2 separate regions of the Zea mays genome follow, and region 2 is linked to region 1. Evidence: chromatin contacts called from public Hi-C data. All regions are on one chromosome and are shown on one strand. Each heading gives the region's core, a stretch centred on a gene start, on an enhancer-like site or on the middle of the called end of the contact. The rest is flanking DNA. Distances are from core to core; before and after follow the strand shown. Region 1 holds the start of LOC100170243. Region 2 holds the start of LOC101027188 (annexin-like protein RJ4).

The links. A called contact is a pair of places that touch in the nucleus more often than the background predicts.
Region 2: a Hi-C map of tassel shows a contact between it and region 1, with 2.9 times the contacts expected there. The contact joins the promoter of LOC101027188 here to the promoter of LOC100170243 in region 1. A contact is called at or near these places in 12 of 25 Hi-C or Micro-C datasets (ear, endosperm, leaf and 4 more) and 1 of 3 datasets of contacts at active chromatin or transcription factors (leaf).

The regions. Positions count from the first base shown.
Region 1 is chr1:61,577,940-61,584,709 of Zm-B73-REFERENCE-NAM-5.0, reverse strand. It overlaps LOC100170243, which reads left to right and starts at 3,644. Exons shown (of 4, transcript NM_001161349.1): 1 at 3,644-3,785; 2 at 4,652-4,878; 3 at 5,198-5,584; 4 at 6,578-6,770. The coding sequence starts at 4,678.
Region 2 is chr1:61,751,623-61,758,732 of Zm-B73-REFERENCE-NAM-5.0, reverse strand. It overlaps LOC101027188 (annexin-like protein RJ4), which reads left to right and starts at 2,965. Exons shown (of 3, transcript NM_001279787.1): 1 at 2,965-3,394; 2 at 3,517-3,747; 3 at 3,861-4,264. The coding sequence starts at 2,966. The coding sequence ends at 3,971. LOC100283175 (rhythmically expressed protein) reads right to left here and starts at 1,891. Exons shown (of 6, transcript NM_001156077.3): 1 at 1,331-1,891; 2 at 918-1,024. The coding sequence starts at 1,615. It overlaps LOC100277863, which reads right to left. Exons shown (of 14, transcript NM_001151319.1): 9 at 6,611-6,683; 10 at 6,502-6,530; 11 at 6,279-6,402; 12 at 5,937-6,047; 13 at 4,828-4,928; 14 at 4,251-4,749. The coding sequence ends at 4,617.

The DNA of each region.
Region 1 (6,770 bases), core at 2,395-4,894:
ACTTCCAAGGTTTTGTAGAGCATGAGGGAAAGGGAAGAAGCAGACATACCTGTTCGTTGCCGGAGAAGGACACGATGAAGACCTGGGCATCTGGAGGCGATATAGGTAGTATACCGCTAGATATACAGGGAGAGAGCATGCAAGCGGAGAAAGAAGCCCAGCCGGAGCATCTCCAAACCGAGAGGCACCCGCACCAGGCGTCAATCCGAGAAGGGCGAGAGAATGCGAGTGTCTTCCCAGCCCTAGACCCACCAAAGCGACACAACACCACCACCAACTCCATAGCATATGCTGACTGCTACCACGCTACAGGCATTGGTTGTCCAATATCTCAGACCTAGACTCCTCATCGCCAAGATAATCTAAGCGTGGCAGGCGCCACCATATCCTCCTCGACGGCACGCACGGAGAAAGGCCAGGAGCATAACCGACTCGCGCCGTACCCGCGTCGACGAGCGTCAGTCGGCTTGCGGTTGCGACCGTGGGCGGGGACAACAGGTTGGGGAGGAAGAACAGGGCGAAGGCCGGGAAGATGAACGGGACGTCCGATGATGGCAAAAACGATGGTGCGCGCATGATGTGAAACGTCCTCGTGGACGTGCAATAGCCACTGCGCGAGTCGGTGTGGGGGCTGGTGTCGGACGAATACGGGGAGGAGGCACATGCTCCTACGCCCTCTGCCGAGAATGGGGTGGCGCGGATGTGGAGGCATGAGGGGAGAGATAAAAGAAGTAGAATGGTGAATGAGGTGGTGGCAACTGAGGCAAGATCCATATTATCGTGTGGATGTATAGATGGCCAAATGAGCCGTGTCTGGCGAGCCGGCTCGAGGCACAACCCATTTAATAGTGCCTGGCCAACCCGCACGAACGTCGTGCGGTGCTTGGGCCGTAGCCTCGACCCGTAGTGCTGGCCCGGCCGACACGGTTATTTTTTTATTTTACAAAAGATCATATATACATATGTACAATTTATATTCAATATTATAAACACATGAGCATGATGTTCTACTGGTTATACAACTTTGTCCAGTGTCTTCCACCCTTCTTCCCCCACCTCCTGCACTGTTTTTTAACATTTTACGCTGAGTTGATTTAGAAGAAATGTAGAGATTTTTTTAAAAGATGATGCAGGACGACCATTGAAACTAGTGCTTTAAGTATACTAGTCGGTTGCCCGTGCGTTGCAACGACTTACAACAATACCCACATAAACTATCTATCAAAAAAATTCAAGATTTTTATTGATTGTCTCTGCTCTCTGTATATTTTTTTTGATTTAGCTAACTGATGTTATTGTTTACTCCATGCAATGTCTTGGTACAACTCGACCAATGAAGTGAGCGATTAGAAGAGAGTTTACAACGACTGACTGAACGAACAGAGATTATAAAATGACATAATTTCACCATACAGAGACCAAATAAGAGAAAGTTTGTGAGCTCAAGTTTCTAAAATATGTCACATGAAGTCAAACTTATAAAAAGATAGATCAAAATATGGAGTGATTGCTAAAGTCAGGCATAAATAAAAATTGTATGCACTCCATATAAATTATGCTACTTCGTAGCAATTAATAACGTTTAAAACCAATAAATAACCTTTTATTTTACTGTTAGTGTGACAAATCATTGTTGCTCCATCCAATTCAGCAATCTCAAACACCATGTAGTCCATTGCACCAATGTGGTCTCAGAAACGACCGAATTCTTGCAAGAGCCAATAACGCTGTGTCGTGCTTGGGTTGTAGCCTCGGCCCGTAGTGCTGGCTCAACACGATTATATATTTTTATTTTACAAAACAAACGTATATACATATGTACAATTTATATTCAATATTCAAAACATTTGAGCATGATGTTCTACTGGCTAGACAATTTCACACAGTGTCTCTCGTCCTTTTTCCATCAGGGCATGGATTCGAACCTCACCTACTGCACCATTTTTTAACATTTTACACTGATTTAATCAAATGGGACTACGGGCTAGCCCGACACAGTCAGCAGGTCGACATGACGTGCATGGGCCATAGTTGTGGCCCACATGCGTCTAGCCCGTGCTAGGCCAACGTTTACACTGATTTAATCAAATGGGCCGACGGGCTAATGGGCTGACTCGGCACAGTCAGCAGGCCGACGTGACGTGCCTGAGTCATAGTTGTGGCCCATGTGCGTCTGGCCCGTGCTGGACCGATGTTTGGCCATCTATATATGTGCAACGGATTAATTTGAAATATGTGTGATGAGTTATTTGTAAAAAGATGACGCATGACGAGCATTGAAACTGGTTCTTTAAGTATAACTAGTTAGTCCAAATGTTTGTGTTGGGCAATTCAACCACCAAAATCAATTAGGAAATAGGTGTAAGCCTAATTCCCTTTCAGTTACCGATGAATCCGATCGAAAAAATTCGAAATCGATTTCTGGAATACCGAAAAATTCTGAAACCGTTTTCATCCCTAGTTATAGTTTACTCCATGCAATATATCATGGTACAACACGACCAATGAAGTGAGCGATTAGAAGAGAGTTCACAACGACTGACTGGACGAACAGAGATTATAAAATGGCAAAATTCCACCATACAAAGACCAAATAAGAGAAAGTTTATGAGCTCAAGTTTCTAAAATAAGTCACATGAACTCAAACTTATAAAAAAGATGGATTAAAATATGGAGTGATTGCTAAAGTCAGGCATCAATAAAAGCTGGATGTGCTTCATATAAATTATGCTACATCATAGCAATTACTAACGTTTAAAACCAACAATTAATCTTTCATTTTACTATTAGTGTGACAAATCATTGTTGCTCCATCCAATTCAGCAACCTCAAACACCATGGAGTCCATTGCGTCAATGTGGTCTCAGAAACGACCTAATGCTTGCAAGAGCCAAGAACGTCGTGCCGTGCTTGGGTTGTAGCCTAAGCCAGTAGTACTGGTTCGGCCCGACACGATTATTTTTTTTATTTTACAAAAAAATGTATATACATATATACGATTTATATTCAATATTAAAAATATCTGAGTGTGATATTCTACTGCTTAGACAGTTTCACCCAGGGCAATAGGTTCGAACCCCACCTCCTGCACTGTTTTTTAATATTTTACACTGATTTAATCAAATGAGCCGATGGGCTGGCTCGACACAGTCAGTAGGCCGACATGATGTGCTTGGACCAGAGTTGTGGCCCGCGGGCGTCTGGTCCGTGACGGGCCGTTGTTTGGCCATCTATAGACGTGCAACAGATTAATTTGAAATAACTGTGAGTGGTTATTTGTAAAAAGATGACGCGGAACGACCGTTGAAACTGGTGCTTTAAGTATAATATAGATATAGAATAAAGATTTGTTAGCTAGCTATTTTTATTAGGATTTTTTAATCAACTAAATATTAAATCTAGTACATTCTGTTGTCCATTCATACCGTCCTTTATTTATGCAATCCTTTTGTTTGTTGTTCAAGACAGATATTTTAATGAGTGAATGAATGGAAGGGCAAGTCCCGTGGGCCGGAGGATCCAAACAAACGGCACACGGAACGAAAAAGCTTCACGACTTTCACGAGACAAAACAACCCGAGCAAGAAAACAAAGCACGACCAGAACCGCAGAGGGGGGACACCCGGACTCAGAGAGAGAGAGAGGGGCATTCGCCCGTTCGAATTCTCTCGCCTCGGCCTCCTCCTCACCTGCCTGCTCGGCTGCTCGCCAGACCAACCACAGCCGTCGGCGCTGCAGACCGCGGCGGGCAGGATCAGCGGTGCGTAGCCTGCCCATTTCGCGAGGTAGATCCCTGCTCAAGTCTTCGCCGCTTCATTTTCCGTGGGGAGTTTTTTTTTCATGGTTTTCTTTTCTGGGTGAAAGTTTGGGTTTCTTCGGGAGGGAGGGAGGGTGGGGAGAGGTTCTAGGAGTTGCCGAAGCGATTCTGCTCGATCGATTCAAATGCGGCCGACCGGACGATAGCGCTAGCGCAGGGGTTTAAGCGCGTGCTTTCTGCTTGGTTGCCAGGGTTTGAGCATGTTTTTTTTGTGTGTGTGTGGTTAGTTTCTCGATCTGACGCGATTTCGTGACGCGTCGATGCACTTCTTTCGTGGGTAAAAAAGAATCTCGTTACCTTTGCTTGATTAACCCATGTAGATGTAGGGTTCTTGTTCTTGACATTTTGTTCAATTCGCTAAAGGCACGGGAACTACTGGACACTGGTGCAGAAACCAATATGTACAGATTTTTCTCCTTGTGAAAGACATGCTAACGCAAGCTTGATATGAGCCTACATGAAAGCTTTGAACAAGTCCATGAGACGCCTACCTGAAAACTTTGAACAAGTCCATGAGACTTGAGAGATATTTGTTGCAAGTAGGAAGACCTGTCAGGTCAACCACTTGAAAGCATCACCTGAGGTCCTAGGGACCATGTGTGCTTCAGCTATTTCAAAATCTCGTAACAGTATCCAATCATATAGCTAGACTGTGCTGGAGCTGTAAAATTGCACTTTTACGCAAGATATGGTATCATGGCAAGGAAAGGATTTGTGTTTACAGTGCCAGTAGTAGGATGCACACACTGCTGCCTTTACCGAGAGCGTATCTCTCCCATCCCCTTTATTAAATCTCACATAGTGTAAATGAAAATATTCGTCATTTTTTCATAGCAGGACCATATAATTCCAAGACCCTGATGATGGCCACAACTGCTTATATCGATGATTCCTGTTCGGAGGTTATTGATCCCCCGAAGACTGAGGTGCTGGATGTTGCTGAACTCCCTGGTGACCATACTCAGAACCCACCAAAACCGAATGTTGTGGTGTCTAGCAGTGTGCGTGAACTTCTGGAATGTCCAGTCTGTTTGAGTGCCATGTATCCTCCTATTCATCAGGTGCACATTCATACTGATCCATGACGTGTTTATATCTATAACCTGTCTAAATGTAGAATTGGATGAAAATTATGGTTTACTGGTTTAAGAGTTCCTTTCAATATCATGTACTACTATCATCAATCCACCATTTAATTCTGACCCGTTTCAATTTCCTTAGACCTTTTAATCTTCAGTGTTTATAAACCTTAACTTTTACTCTCTCTTCCCTTTTTTTGGTTAGCTATGGTGCAGTGCAGAATAGTAATATGTTCTGCTTTTTATTCAACTATTTAAATCTTATTTCTTATGATAGTAATGCCATCTTTTGTCTATGCAGTGCTCTAATGGTCATACATTGTGTTCCGGATGCAAACCAAGGGTTCATAACCGTTGTCCAACTTGTAGGCATGAACTGGGTAACATAAGGTGTCTTGCTCTTGAGAAGGTGGCTGCATCTCTTGAACTTCCATGCAAGTACCAGTGCTTTGGGTGCCCAGGCATTTATCCTTACTACAGCAAGCTGAAGCATGAGTCGCAGTGCCAATATAGACCTTATAGTTGTCCATATGCTGGATCTGAATGCACAGTTGCTGGTGACATCCCATATTTGGTGAATCACTTGAAAGATGACCACAAAGTTGACATGCACAATGGCTGTACCTTCAATCATCGCTATGTAAAGCCAAACCCTCATGAAGTTGAGAATGCCACATGGATGCTTACGGTACTTCACACTGACACCAATACGTTGATTTAAATTTCTGTTGTTTTTACTGTAGTTTGTTTCTGCATAGATAAAAGTCTATGGCGTAGAAACTTCTGTATATATTTGTAGTGTGTGTTTACCGACTTTTATCTATTTGTTGCATGTATATTTTACTGTTGTTTGCTTCTTCAAAGGTAGAAGTTCATTTTTCTATCCTGTCTTGGAAACTTTTGCACATTTGTCAGATATTGATGTAGTGTGACTGTTTATCGACATCTACATATTTGTCACATATATACGATGAAGATGCTGAACATGGTACACACTTGTTGGACGAGAAATGATTAGGTGCTGATCATAATACACACCTAAAACACGACTAGAGGGAGAAACGTGCACCCTCATTTTTTATAGGTAGAATTTGAGAATGAAACCTGGGTACAAACTGAGCGATAGCTAGTGGTGGGGCTGGTCGTGGTCATGCCCTCTGACCGGGGTTCGGAACTCTGGTATTGCAAAAGATCCCCATGCTTTGCTCCCTGGCTTGGGGCTGTGGTGTGCTGCCGGCCTAGGTAACAGTGAGCTGCACTGGCCTTGGTAACGGTCAGCACAAGTTCAGTTTGGCCCTATAAATGGGCATGTGTCAGGGTTTGAGGGGTTTTCTCAACTGGGCTCATATGGCCCCTTCTTAATTATAATGCTGTGGGAGCAGTTCTTTCCCCACCGGTTGATAAAATCAAACACTGGTTGACTGGGGTGGTCGTACACTCTCACTAGCCAATTCATCTCAGGGAGATTCTCGCTTGTTCAACTGTTTTTTTTCTTATACAAACACACTGCATGTACAGATCCATCTTCATCTGTTTTCGATGAAAGGCCATGCTGTTTTAAGGCGTGAGTCATTTCAGATTGGTTCTTGGTTTGCTACATTTTCTCACTGTTTGAAGCGCAATAAAGAAACACAGCTGTTACAAAATCACTTCCATGATCTGCTATAATCGTCTCGTGCAGGTATTCAGCTGCTTTGGCCAGTACTTCTGCCTACACTTCGAGGCCTTCCAGCTGGGCATGTCACCCGTCTACATCGCCTTCCTGAGGTTCATGGGAGACGACGCGGAAGCGAAGAACTACAGCTACAGCCTGGAGGTAGGGGGCACGGGGCGCAAGATGGTCTGGCAGGGGGTGCCGCGGAGCATCAGGGACA
Region 2 (7,110 bases), core at 1,716-4,215, 170 kb before region 1:
CCCACACTTGTTGAGCGATGAACTTTTATGAGCTCACTCTTGCGATAAAACCCCCCATAGGTGAAGAAAATGTGGTCCAGGAAGAAGACTACTACGAGAAGTTCGACGAGGTCTAGGTGTCGTCTCCCAGTCGACTTGATGGCGTCAAGGAAATAAGATTAGTTTGTTTTATTTATCATCAGTTATTTTGTAAGACATTCTCGTTATGTAATAAAGCTTGTGACATTTATCTCTATACACTTGTCATTGTATGTGTTGTTCTTATTTGGCGCACATATGAGACGCACCCGGGTTTGCCCCTTAAATCTGGGTGTGACATCCGTAATCCCTGTACATATTGAGCACGTGCTAAATGTCATTCTGTGCATATATATGGCACCGTACACCAAAATTTGCATGCAGATTCATATGCCGCCTGATTGGTTGGGTGGGAGTGGGCGGCCACGCTTGCGCGATCCTGGCCAACGGGAAACAGGCTTTTTGGCGTATGAGTGGATGTAGCCAAAGGGCCTCAAATTGATTTGTTTTGCATCCAATCGTGCGAGTGCAACCCACGCTTTCAATGTACAAGCAACCAAACAAACGTTTAGATAAAGTCAATGCACTAAAGACTCATTGTGTCTAGTCAAAATGGTGCGCCCAACCAATCAGATGGATGGAGTTGACAACTTAGAAATTTGGACAAGGCCAGATCAATGGAACAGGAAGAAGAGAAATCTCTATTGTAAGCAAATTGACCTATCAGCTAAAAAGTCTGCATTAGATCACCAAAGACTCGCTGTGTTTAGTCAAAAATAACATGCAGGCAGGAAACGGAGAAGAATGGCACCACAAAATCAAAGGGATTACCATAAATAAACAGATATACAGGTACCAGACCAGATTTGATAAATTGGCAGTAAGTGGCATGTTTATACCTGAGACGTGATCCACCCCATGGTTGCTCGTATGCCCGCCGGTATCTCATCAGGATCTCGTCTTCCGAGTACTTCACTCCATACTTCTCACCAATGCTCTTATACACCTAAACAGAGGGAGCGCACAGTTAATCATTCAGAATAGAAACTTTTACAGACAAATCTGTGTCATAAACCACAGAACCCACATGAAGGCAGTGTAAAGTTCAGGCCCAACAATCCAATCCAAGCTGCGATGATGACAGGAGAACCCATCGTGCTATGCTACCAAAGGACAGCCCAGTGACCACCACCCAGGACTCCACATCGCAGTATGACACTACGCCCGGAGGTAAAGGTCGCTAACGCGGGCAGGCGCGCAGCAGGACTGGGTGAGGGGAATTGGATGTTCTCCTACAGGTAACGGGGCTGACCTGCGCGGTGGGCTGGGCGGGGACGACGAGGGTGCCGACGGCGTCGACGAGGAGGGCGCGGTGCGTGACGTCGCCGTAGATAGACTTGCGGTAGTCGTAGTACTCCCGCGCCGCCGAGAGCTCCCACCCGGCCCCCTCCTCCTCCTCCTCCTTATTCTTTTTGCTCTCCGTCTCCGCCGCGGACGTCGTCCCCAGACGCCGCTGCGGCCACCGCCCTCTCACGAGCTCCGCTGCGCGCGCGCGCGCCCGCGCCGCCGCCGAGCGCAGCGTCGTCGGCGCTGCCATTTCCGCGGCTGCAGGCGGTTGATGGATGGAGCTGGGGAGCCCAGGTCGCGGGGCTTGGCGGGCACCAGGAAATGTGACGAGCAGGCGAGCAGCGGCGCCGGCGCCGGCGTCGGGCTGGAGGTTTCAGATGTGGTGCGCGGCGAGGCGTGGGCGTGGTGGCGTTTGCGGTGGTCTTTCCGTATTGGGTGTGCGGTGTGCCTGGTAGTAGAGTAGTAACGTGCATCAGCATCGCATTGCTTTTCTTCACGTCTTGGGAAGGGTTTTCTTTTTTCTTTCTTTTTCGTTTTTGGACCACAACCACACGACACGGAGCCTTCTGGAAAAACAGCCCATGATTCCGTTTTGGCTGAACGGACGATTTAGCCTGTTGCCTCCCGCGTTCAATCTACGGTGTTCTGTCCATGCTAATGGAGATGGAGTTGTGCGTGGGTGAAAGGGTTCGGTTTTCTTTTCGTACCAAGCAGCAATTGTGGTCTGCTTAGCGTGAAAAAACAATGGAGTTCACTTTTTCCCTTAAACTCAGCATACGATTAAGTCCTCTATCTCTCTCGTGTAGAAACGTTTTTTTACTGCAGTGTGGTCTGTGACATTTTAATTTCAATGTACGGTACTTTTGTACTAGTAATTAAACTGCAGCTACACCTTAATGCTGCAGCGAACACCTTAATTCTGAACATACCGGCCTCGGGCGAATGGTGCTGATCGATGAAGCTTTATCGGTCTTTTCCTGCTGCAGAGAGCGGGGCACGTGACGCTAGTGGTCGAAGAGGCGCGCTGCTGGTTCTCGCCTTCTCGGAGCGCTACCAAACGCTCCCAAATAAACGCCATAGACCTGCATTAATTTATTCAGGCTGTTTCATAATCTGAATTGATTCCCTAACATGCATGCGTCCGGTTATTTTAGAAAAAACTGAATAAACCTGTCTGCACGAAGGATATAGAGAGAATGCTAGTAGTAGTAGGCACTATTACTCTATAAATAAGCAAGCATTTGACCTTGACCCGCACCAGGACTGGACTAGTCGTGAGACTCGTGGCGCGAAGGCAATGCAGCAGTTCCTCGCACAAACCGGCGGCAGCAGCAGCAGCGCGGCGACGTCACCGCCGGCGTCGCCGCAGCCGCGTCTCAGGCAGCAGGCGCCTAGGAAGGAAAGGGACCCGCAGAACAAGGAGAAGGAGGCGCCGCCGCCCATGGCCGACGAGCACCAAGACCTCACCAGGGCCTTCGCGGGTACGGTACATTGTTATCATTAGTTACACTTGTGTATACGTTGGCCATGCGCGGATGGGTTCCTTTCCTCTGGCACGACGTTGGGAAATGAAGACACGCTCGATCCACACCACACTACAATGGATTATTGGATGGATGAAGGTCTGGGCGGGCTGGGCGTGGACGAGACGGCGCTGGTGTCCGCGCTGGGGCGGTGGCGGCGGGAGCCGGAGAAGCGGGCGCAGTTCCGGCGCGGCTTCCCGGGCTTCTTCTCGTCGAGCGCCGGCGCCGGGATCGAGCGGTGCGAGGACGAGTACCTGCTGCACCTCAAGGCGGAGTTCGCGCGCTTCAAGGACGCGGCGGTGCTGTGGGCGATGCACCCGTGGGAGCGCGACGCGCGCTGGGCGCACCACGTGCTGCACAAGGCGCACCCGCCGCACATCCTCGTCGAGGTCGCCTGCACGCGCACCGCCGACGACCTGCTCGGCGCCCGCCGCGCGTACCAGGCGCTCTACCACCGCTCGCTCGAGGAGGACGTCGCGTACCGCGTCAGGGACGCCAACGCCAGTGTACGCGCTGCTTCTCTCCTTCTCCGTCTGTCTTCTTTCTGGTTCTGGGCTGTGACTGTGAGGGCTGGCACCTGGCCGTGCTAGAGCGAGACTAAACACGTACGTACGTATACGTATTGCAGCTGCTGTTGGGGCTGGTAAGCGCGTACCGGTACGAGGGCGCGCGCGTGAACGAGGACCTCGCCACTGAGGAAGCCAAGGCGCTGGCCGCCGCTGTTAGGGCCGCGCCGGCGGCGGCGACCAAGCTAGTGCAGAACGAGCAGGTGGTGCGGGTGCTGGTTACCAGAAGCAAGCCCCAGCTCGGGGCCACCTTCAGGGTCTACATGGAGCTGCACGGCAAGCCGCTTGAAGAGGTTGTCAGAAACAAACATGACAGTTCCGGATACATAATAATAGGCAGTAGTAGTGGTAAATCCAAACTCCTCCACGCTCTGATTCCTTTGTTATTGGCTCTACGACCGATCAGGAACTGCCCGCCGAGCCGTGCCTGCGAGAGGCCGTCAGGTGCTTGGACTCGCCGCCCAAGTACTTCAGCGAGGTGATCCACAGGGCGTTCAGCGACGACGCGGACAGGCAGGCCAAGGCGGCGCTCACCCGCGTCCTCGTGTCCCGCGCCGACACGGACATGGAGGATATCAAGGACGCCTACACCAGGCAGTACGGGACAAAGCTCGCCGACGCCGTGGCCAAGAACACCCATGGCCACTACAAGGAAGCGCTGCTCGCCATCATCGGCAAGTGAAAGGAACCCAGGGTGTCGTGTGGCCACATGAATAATAACACGTTCTTTCAAATGAAACAGTTAAATAAGATTGTACCCATCTCTGCGGAATAGATAAAAGAAGAGCATTCTGTTGTCATGTTATGACTTATGAACTAGTATGGGATATGGAACAACCATTGGAATTGGAATTGCAAGTGGAACAAGGCCAAAGGGTACAATGCTCGCACACATGTAGATGTAGCCCATCGACGCAAACCATTCGGTGCAACAGCCAATCCAAATCAACATGCCTAGCAATGCAAGAATTGTCAACGGAGGGCTCGATGGATACTGCATCCACCCAATCTGCCCCCTTCCGATATGCTTCATCCAGCTCTGCTAAAATCTACAGAACATCTTGTGGGCATGAAAGAACCATCCTTCCGACATAGAGTTCCAGGTATCCGTGTCAAAATCTTTATCCAAAATGCAACACACGACGTCCAGTTGCTCACTGCTCTAGAGGCGTGGCAAACGGCTCGATGAGAATGGAAGCAAGCAGTTATACATCCACTTCAACCGTGAAACGACAATCATCTTATCTGGCATTCCCATGTCGAGCTTCGACAGATCAAAAATATCTTGTCTCAAGCTGTGTCACAAACAGTTTCCTACACATCAGATCCAGAGTAACCGGGAAGGGAGGTGGGCTTTGAGAAGAGAGACTGACCTTAACCATTCGCCTGTTTCTTTTGCGTGTGACTCAACAGCTTTGCAGAGTCTATCAAGCGTGTAAAGTACTAAGCCAAACTTGCACCGTGCCTCTTCCTCCTATAAAGTAACACACTCAAGGAGTTATTGCATATATGATCATGTCATATAATTCCAAGACCTTACTAATAAAGGTGATTTTGGTTGTAAATGGTGAGAGAGATTAATTTTGAAGGCCAAGTAGTGCCTAGGAAGGACACATTTAGGTATTTAGGATCAATGTTACAGAAAGACTGGATATTGATATGTTAGCCATAGAATCAAAATAGGTTGGAGGAAGCGGCATCAAGTATCTGGCGTTCTATATGACAAGAGGGTACCACAAAAGCTAAAAAGCAAGCTTTATAGGACGACGGTTAAGTCTGCTATGTCGTATGGTGTTGAGTGTTAGTCTAAAAAAGATGACATGTATAGCAGATAAGTGTTGCAAAAATGCATCCATTGCATTGAATCTGTGACCATACAAGAAGATATTGAGTCTAGAATGGTGATGTATGTGATATATTAGGGATATATGTGATAGGTTAGGGGTACCAACTAATTGAGGTAAAGCTTGTCCAACATCGGTCGAGATGGTTTGGACTTGGACATGTCCAACGGAGACCTACAGAGGCACCAGTTCGTAGTGGGGTCCTAAGGCGCGGTAGCAATAAAAAGAGATGAAGAGAAAGACCAGAGGCACCAGTGTGTAGTGTGATCCTAAGGCGCGATAGCAATAAGAGAGAGAGAAAGACCAAAGTTGACATAAAAAGAGGCAGTAAAAGGAGACTGGAAACGACAAGATATACCCAAAGATTTAGCCTTGAATAGTTATCCATGTGTTGGTGTGGCCTGTGGGTTCTATTGGGTTTTTAATTCTAGCATTACCCCAACTTGCTAAGATAAAAGGTTTTTCTGTTGTTGTATAGGGTGAGAGAAGCTCAAAGATAAGACCAAAAGTGCTAGAGAAGCATAAGAAAGGTGATCACAAGCAGCAGAAGTATATTAAACAATACTTGGAAACGAAATATATTAAACTCACAAGCAAGAATGCTAGAGCGAACAAATTTCATATATAGTTGAAATTACCATTCCATTATCCCTGTAATGTTGAAACTCCATAAGCCTTCTCTCTACATCAACAAGAAGCAGCCTCCGTTGACATCGTGCAATATTACCTCTTCCCTCAGCACCATGGTCCTGTGGAACGAGCAGATGTTTAGTTAGCCTACCATAATGTCCTTTGTAGTTTCTACTTTCTACTTTCCATATTCATTTGCATGCAACATAACCGACAAACTAAGTAACACCGATAGATTGAACTTTGAAGAGAAAGACGTCATGATGCAGTGTACCCACAACTACTGCAGATAGACCAGAAAGAAGAAATTGTGCACAAGGAAATGTTTCTTTGATGGTTTATATACATACACGCTGAACCCATGCTCGCAGTAACACAAGCAACAGAAGTGAAAGACCAAAAGCAGGAAGCGCTGCAAGAACAGCAAAGTTTATAGCATTTGCCCTTAGAATCTGATCCATTTCCAGTAGTCCCCTGTGTAAAACTACTTTTATCAATAACAATGAACAATAGACGAGACAAAGCATATCTTTAGAGTTTATCAAAATTCAGATGGTGATTAGTTTAACTTACGATTCAAGGTCCAGTTTAAGCTTTTGAATCTGAAATTTTCAAAAATGAAGGTCAGTAAAACACTCCGTTTCAATGATTGTACCCAGAAAACAGGAAAACAGGAAAGAACCTGAATAAGCATAGCACGGGCTAATTCTCCACTGAACAGGTTTTGAATTGGGTGTATCAATTCCTTCTCGTATCTGCACAGTGCACATATATAAATAGAAATACAGTTGATGAGTTCAGTGCTACAAAGAAAACGATCAAAAGAGACTAGTGAAAATAAATGCAGTCCCATACTTTTGCCACGAAACTGGTTAATAAAATATGAACTATATGTTCACCTCTGAACAAAAGGAAACTACCAAAGTTAAAGCAGTAAAAGTCATCATTCATACTAGAGTAACTTGCATATCAGCCGGTTCACAAAGCAGTTGAAATAGACAAGTGACATACTAATTAGAGCATCTCCAAGAGACTAGCTAAATGGCTTGTCAAGCTAAATTTTAGCTACTTAATAGCAAAATAGCTCTCCAACAAACTAGTCATTTAACTTGCCAAGCTATCCGGCTCTCTAAACTGACTGCCTCACTAGCCAAATTTGGCTAGCAACTCTCGCTAGTCAAA